Linked DNA regions of Anas platyrhynchos: region 2 is linked to region 1. The links are chromatin contacts, called in public Hi-C maps. All regions are on one chromosome and are shown on one strand. Each heading gives the region's core, a stretch centred on a gene start, on an enhancer-like site or on the middle of the called end of the contact. The rest is flanking DNA. Distances are from core to core; before and after follow the strand shown.

What was found. Hi-C and Micro-C count contacts between places; a contact is called where the count stands out from the background.
Region 2: a contact with region 1 is called in a Hi-C map of subcutaneous adipose tissue, with 2.7 times the contacts expected there. The contact joins two enhancer-like sites. A contact is called at or near these places in 2 of 8 Hi-C or Micro-C datasets (liver and subcutaneous adipose tissue).

The regions. Positions count from the first base shown.
Region 1 is chr18:8,483,253-8,486,855 of IASCAAS_PekinDuck_T2T, reverse strand. COL5A1 (collagen type V alpha 1 chain) reads left to right here. Exons shown (of 66, transcript XM_038165150.2): 10 at 3,443-3,484. Among named protein-coding and RNA genes, the nearest start is that of COL5A1, 94 kb to the left of the region's middle. Within about 2 kb of position 1,260, at least 1 of the 8 cell types and tissues checked has an H3K27ac peak or open chromatin away from gene starts, as enhancers often do. A contact at or near this core is called in subcutaneous adipose tissue, where this site is marked.
Region 2 is chr18:8,624,913-8,628,386 of IASCAAS_PekinDuck_T2T, reverse strand. LOC119713097 (a long non-coding RNA gene) reads left to right here. Exons shown (of 4, transcript XR_011804001.1): 1 at 1-1,344. Among named protein-coding and RNA genes, the nearest start is that of COL5A1, 48 kb to the right of the region's middle. Within about 2 kb of position 1,501, at least 2 of the 8 cell types and tissues checked have an H3K27ac peak or open chromatin away from gene starts, as enhancers often do. A contact at or near this core is called in subcutaneous adipose tissue, where this site is marked.

The DNA.
Region 1 (3,603 bases), core at 11-2,510:
TCCCCAGCTCTGTGGGATTTTGAGGACCTCCGCAGCTGGTGGCCAGGTCCCATCCTGACCTGAACCTACAGCTCGGGGCCGCCTTTAATGGTGCAGCTAATGGGGTCGGCTCTGTGGAAATAAAAGGGTTCCCACTGCACATGGGGTGGGAGCTGAGTGGAGAGACTTGCTCTTCCTCCTGCTCCTGGCTCCTCCCAGCCTTGCACTTCCAGAGGAGCCCTGTGCTGTCCCAGGAGGGAAACTCAACACTTTCCTTCGTTACGATTCTGCCCTGGCCCACTCCCGAGCTGTTTTTTTTTCCTTTCTGAAGAACAGTAAAAACTGCCCGTGCCCTTTGCAGTCTGCAGAAAATGTGGGTTTCCAAGCGAGCATCCCTCTGTAGGTGTGCACAGGGTTGGAGGCTCTGCAGTCCCCAGCCCTGCTCGTGCTGGGACAGCCACTTTTGGCTCAGTTTGGGCAGTTAATGTGTGTCTGCCCCTCGCTGGGCACCACGGTGCCCCTGGACAGGAACCGGGGGCTTTGCATCCCTGCGGTCACCCCGTCAGCAGCGTCCCTGAAGGGCCAAGCACAGGCTCGCTGCACACCAGCAGCTCAATTAACCTAATTTCCCTTGGCAGAGGGCCCGTGCAGTGCCCAGCGTGGCAGCAGCACTTCCCATCGCCCCCAGCCCCTCATTTTCCTTTGCATTTTTCCTCCCTTTCCCTCTCAAGGAGACTTTGCTGGTGCCGGTGGGGCCATGGAGGAGCTGAGGGGGCAGCAGCAGGGCTCTGCAAGCCTCCCCGTATGCTTGATAAAAGCATCTCCGAGCCTTCCTTCCTCCCTTTCCCTTCTGGGTCCCGCTCTCGGGCTGCAAACAAAGGGCAGGGAGCGAGCGATGCGCTGAACCGCGGCGCGGGGAGGGTGGGGGGCGAGCAGAAAGACGCGGGGAAAGGCAGCCCCAGCAGCCTGCCCTCGGCCAGAACCAATCCGAAACGTTACAGAGCGAACAAAATAGTTAAGTTTAATCATCCAGAAAGAATTTGGCTGCCTTTGCTATTTCAAAACACTGGAGCCACGTATAGCTTTTTGCCAGAAAGTAAACAAGACCAAATGCTGCCTCGCTCCTCTCCGCTCGGTTCCTCCGCGGCGGAGAGAGAAATTCACATTCGCCGTGCTCCTTATCTCCGTTTTGATCGGGGCTGCAGCAGAACAGGGGAAATAAAAACCAAGCAGGGAAGGCGGGTTCTGCCGAATTTTCTCAGCTTTTCATTCACGCCGCCCGGCCCTCAATCCTTGCTCGGTGCTGACGCTCGCTGGAGGCAGCAGGGCAGCACAGGAGTGGGGTGAGGATGGTCCTGCTTGGGGGCACGGGGATGTTGGGACCCCCCTCGTGTCCCATCTATGGGGTGTCCTGCCCTGCCTGGCTGCTCCCAGAGCCTCCTCGTGTTTCTGCCCCTCGTGTTGCTGAGCCCGTTGTGTAAACAGCTGAGATCCCTTGCCGAGGAGGCTCTCCAGATGTCCCTAAAGCTAGGGCTCAACGTAAACCGACAGATAAATACGGGGAGATGCCGAGGATGTTTGCGTTGTGAATTGGCTCCTTAGCCCAGACCCCACCGTGCCGGGGAGCATCCTGCAGCCAGCCATGGAAAGCCCTGGTGCTGTGTATGCTCAGGCCGTGGTGATGCTGGCATCCAGCAGCCCCAAAAAAAAGCCCTGGGGGGGGACAGAGGTGGGTTGTGGCTCTCAGCACCAGGCTGGAGACATTTACTAGCCTGGTGAAGGGAAGGGTTGGCATCGGTTTGTGTTTCAGAGCCTGCCACACCAAAATGTGCCATCGTTGGTCTCGGTGTCACCAGGGATGGGACTGAGGGTGCCCCTGTGGGCTTGCTGGGAGCTCTGGGGTTTTCTGAGCAACGTCCTCGTTGGGGACTGAAAAGGAGCTGGTGCTTAGCAGATGTCATTCCTGCGGGGAGCCTTCTTTGTCGGCTTAGCTTGCCACATCTTGCTAGCCCACAGCAGCAAATAGCTCACTTAGTGAGGGTTGGGGCAGTGCTGTGTAAGGTTTCCCCCTAATTTACACCCAAAAGAGGGCTGTGGCTCCGTGGCGGTCAGTGACACTGCTCTCAGAACGGGGATGGAGCAAAGGCCGTGGGCTGTTCTCTTTACCCACAAAGAACAACACAGGTGCTAGTAGAACATCTCCCAAATGCACCTAAATCTGCGGAAAGCGGATTTAAACGACATGGTAATGGAGAGTATGGGAGTGGGGAGGGACAGCAAATAACGCTGGCCCTGCATTAATGGTGCTGAAACAGCAATGGAAGCAAGGCTGGCTCCTGCCAGCATGTTTGGTCTAGTTTTTGCTCCTCTGGGGTTAGGCACTGTGGCTTTGGGGGCAGGCCTGGGTTTTCTTCTCCCCATTTCAGACCCGTTCAGCTCAGCCCTGTTTGCTCCCGTGGCTGCCGTGGGCTCAGTCAATGCTTTTAGCACCAGAGCCCAGCCAAGGGTGGCCCAAGACCAAGCGCTTGCTTCCCCCAGGCTTCTCCCAGGCAAGCCCGTGGGGATCTGCAGGCTTTCCTAGGCTGCTTGCATCCCCTGGGAGCGATTTCCCCAGTTCCACAGAGGAGCTGGCAAGGGCTGAAAGCGCTTTGGCTCGAGTGAGGTGCCCACTGGGTGCGTGGTCACTGGTCCTGAGATAAAGGCAGCGCTGGCTGTGGGACTCTGCCCAGCACAGCATCCTGATGCCTGCTGGAAAACGTTTGCCTGGCTTATTGGGAGGTTTTTTTCCCTGCCTCTTACATACCAATGAGGGGAAAATGAAAAAAAAAAAACCAAAAAACACCTCTCAATTCTACTGAGTGCATGATAGATCTGATTTAAAGTTATGACAAAATATTTAGATTAAAAGGAATGAAATAACATTATTCTACCATTTTGCCCACACAGTGATTTCCTAGGTACACAGAGTAAATCACGGTGTGCAGCCTGCTAGAAAAGTAATTTCAAAAAAAAAAAAGAAAAAAGCACCTTGCAGTTTGATTATTAACTTTTTTTTAAAGCTGCTTGGGCTTAGAGACAGCTTCTTCCTGACAACGAGCCCTTCTCCCCCTGCAGCACAGCCGAGGTTTGTGTGCGCCCTGGGTTTGCTTGTCCTTGAGCTAAGGGAAAAGGGTTTTTTTTATGGAAGATGCCCCTGTGCTATGGGGAGGCTTGGTGCTGGGGGAAAGGGCTGTTCTGCCATGCCCTGTGTGGTCCAGATAAATGGCATTTGGCTTTTCAGTGGGCAGGTGGTGTCATTGGGGGAGAATGGGAACTGCTCAGCTTCTAGGATGCCCAGACCCAGCAGCAAGACGTGAAATACTTAAGGCCAGACAAAGCACTGGGTTTCCAGCCCTGATGTTGAGGTGACTTGGAGGATGTGCTCTGCTAATCACTGTTTTTTTTTTTCCCCCTTCTTCTTTAGGGAATGCTTGTGGAGGGCCCCCCAGGTCCCGAAGGCCCGGCAGTAAGTGGCACTTTATTTACACCTCAGTGGAGGGTGCATGGTGCTGGATGTGTGCGTTGCAGGGAGCTGAGCAGAGGGCTCAGCGCCCATCGGTGCCCGGGATGTGTTGCTTCCATGTG
Region 2 (3,474 bases), core at 252-2,751, 140 kb before region 1:
AGGTTGGATTGGGATGGTGCTGTTGCTCCCAGTTCCCAGCCCCGTGGGGAACTGCCCCATTGAGCAGCAGGGAAATCACCAAGTGAGCCCCGTCTGGCACGGAGCAGCCCCAGCACCGATCCTCCTTGGCTAAGCCGGGTGAGAAGATCTTTTAAGATGCTGTGTTGACAGCTCAGGATTGTCAGTGTGGGAGCACTAAAGCCAAATCCATGCTTTTCCTAGGGTCTTCAACACCCTTGTAGGGAAAAAGGAGAAAGTGAGATGTGCTCCACCTCGAGGAGCCCCTGGAGGTGTCTGCCAAGAAGGGGACACGGGGGGAAGATGCAAGCCGGGAGCTTGGCAGGGAGATGTCCCACATCTGGCCCCGTGAGACTGTATGGGCTCTGCTCACTTCCCTTTTTTTCTCTCAAAGTGTCCACTTCAGGCAGAGAAATTGCTGTGAAAAGAGCAATCGGCTCTGTCCTTTGCCCACAGGCCTGGTGAGGATCTGTGTCCTGGGTGGTGATGGTGAGCTGATGGGCAGAGCCCGGTGGATTTCTTTTGTACACAGGAGAAGGGCAGAAGTTTGCAGCCTCTTAGGAGTTTTCTGTAGAGTTCTCCCCCCCCCCTCCCCTTTTTTTTTCTTTTTTTTTTTTTCTTTTTTTTTCTTTTTTTTTTTTTTTCTGTTCAGGCTCTGTTCAAAGCAGGGTGTTCGTTTCTGCCTTGAAAGCAGAGGCTCCTTAGAGGGGCTTTTCTTTCTCTCAACCAAATATAGATCTATTATAAAGCATGGCTCTGCACTTTGCCAAGAGCTCCATCTCTGTCGGGATTTCAGGGGCTATTTGGTGTCTCCATTTCCTGGGAATCTCTTTCCAAGAGCTTTGTGCTGGTCCTTCTTCCCTTCGCTGTGGGTCCAGAGGGATGTTTTGGGGGGAATTACTATGTTTTTTGTGAACAAGAGCTCTGCCGTGTCTCTGCTAGCCAGCAAAACTCTGCGAGAGGGGCAGGAGGATGCTGCTGCTCCCCATCTGCCTGCTGAGAGGGGCAGGGACTGCCAGTGCCGCTGCTCCCAGACAAAAAGGAGATGGAAAAGGCTCAGTCCTCACGCCTCTTTTGTGGCCTGGGTAATGTGAGTCATGCCGAGTGCCTGCGGCACCCGAGGCTGCTTCCTGCTGTGCCCAGCTCCCCCAGCTCTGTGGCCGCCTCTTTGCCCAGCCAACGTGGCAAGGCAATGCTTCTGCCTTGGGTTAAAAGGGGGATGTGGAGGGGCACGTGGAGAAGGGCGAAGGACAGCCTCTGGCAGGGAATGAGGAGCAGAACAAGCCCCTGGACCCTGCACGGCTCTGCACGGAGAGAAAGGAGCTGGTGAGTAGCACAGGGCTCCAGCAGCAGAGTTCCCAAGCCCTCAGATCAGTGGTGGGACAGAGGAGTAAATCCGACACATATTTTCCATCCTCAGCTATCCACATTGCCCCTAACCTGATCCCAATTAGATACACAGAGGCAGCTGCCAAGGAACTTTTATGACTCACTGGAAAGGGAGCCTGCACAAGAACCGCGCGTTCGGCTCCAGCTGCCTCCTCTCCGGTGCTGTTTAGGCAGGACGTTTGTGCTCGCTTAGCTCACCTAGGAAAGGGCCAGTGGGCCCCTGGACACGGGGGGGACTGCTTGTCAGCCGAGGGACACGCCGTGGATTCCTTTCCAAAGGGAGAGACAGCATGGAGCTGGCAGCAAGAGCTTGGGCTCAGTTTTGGAGGCGTGGGCAGCAGCCCTGTGCTCGGGCTGTCCCCTTCATGGGCTGGGCTGTGAGCAGAGCAAAGCCAAGCACAGCACTGCTGCGGGTCCCAAACTGATGGGGAGTGGGAATTTGTGGGCTGGGCAGCTGCCTTCCTGCTCAGAGGGACAAAATGCTCACCTCTCACAGAGGCATCGGCACAGGGGAGGTGCAGACAGCGTCGGGTGCAGGCTAAAGCAAGGTGATGCTCTGTGGGTGATATGGTCAGACCTTGTTCGGGGAGGACATGGGAAATCCCAGGTTAAATGGGTCTTGAAACCCACCTGCAGCTCTTACAGCAGTCAAATGCACTGCTCTGGGAGCAGGCAGAGCCATGTGCCTGCTGATATTAAGTCTCGTCCTGGTCTTCAATAACGACAGATCAACCTAAACCCTAAAGAGTGAGGCTGGAAATCCTTTCCCTAATGCTCGCTGCTATTATAATAACTGCATTTATCCATGCTTTTGCCAAAATTGTCAAATTGCCTGGCTGCTCCTAGTTGTGTTTTAGGTACCAGCTCTTTCGGGGACAGGGTGCTTGGGAATTCAGTTGCAATTGGGCAAAACACTGGAATATGATGAATATGAGGTGTTAGGAGCCCAGTGGCTGCCAGGATAAGAGATTTGTTAGCAAAGTGCATCATTTCTGATCCCAGTCTGGTACCAGAAACCATGAGGTTTATCTTGAAAGCTGTGACTTTAAAATAAAATCAACTTCCCTCCAAAAGTGTGAGAGCAGAGCAGGCTTTTGGTGCCACTTCAGTGCTCGAAGCGCAGTTTTACAAAACCAGCCTGGAGACGCCCCAGTCTCAGAGATGCACATCCTGGGCAGGGATGATTTTCTGGGCAAATCTTGTGACTTTTAACAATTTTGCTTTTAGTATGAAACAGGCCACATTGACCCTTGATATTGTGAAATTTTTCATTAAGTAAAGCTGTCTTTTTACAGCTCATCTCTAAAATTCAGTATCTAGCGCATCCTTCACTTGGCTTTTCACCTTTGAAGTCCTGCCACTCCTTTCACTCGTATTTCCCTAACATTTCCAATAAGCGCTTTCAAATGAAAGCTGAGATTGGTAAATTCACATGGTTCTGGGGAATGGCTCCTGGAGAAAATTACCTGCTCCCCCAAGACCCTTGCTAGTAAATGCCACCACGTCCCGGGAGCCCAGGCAGGATCCTGCTGCCATCAGCATCCTCTGCACCTTCAGGGCAGGGTCCCGGTGTCCCAGCCCGAGCTGTGGGGTGCTCAGTGAGCACAGCCCAGAGCATTCCCACCACCCCACACCTACCCCTGGGGTGGGATTACCCCAGTTCCCTGCCTCTGGCACTGTCCCCTCACCCTGTCCTTGGGACGGGACACCCTGAGCACCAAAGCCTGCCCGCCAGCCCCGCAGCCAGCATCACTAGATGGTGCTAACGCTTGCCTTTTCCCCAGCTCCTGGAGCACCTCGCCGGGCAGCGGGCACCCAGCAGCTGGGGCACCCCGAGGAGGGATGCTCTGGGTCCCTCCTGAGCCCCTGGGGGTGCTGGAGGTGCTGGGGCACCTCTGTGCCAAGCCGGGTGAATTCCCAGTGGAGTCCCGGCTGGGAATCGGGGCAGTTCCCTGCTCTCTGCTTGGCTGTGGTTTTACCAGGGAAAGGGTTTGGGCTCAGCGTGTGGCAGGATGAGGGGAACCTGCCCTTCGTGCTGCTGCTCTCTTTGAGGGTGCAAAAAGTGAG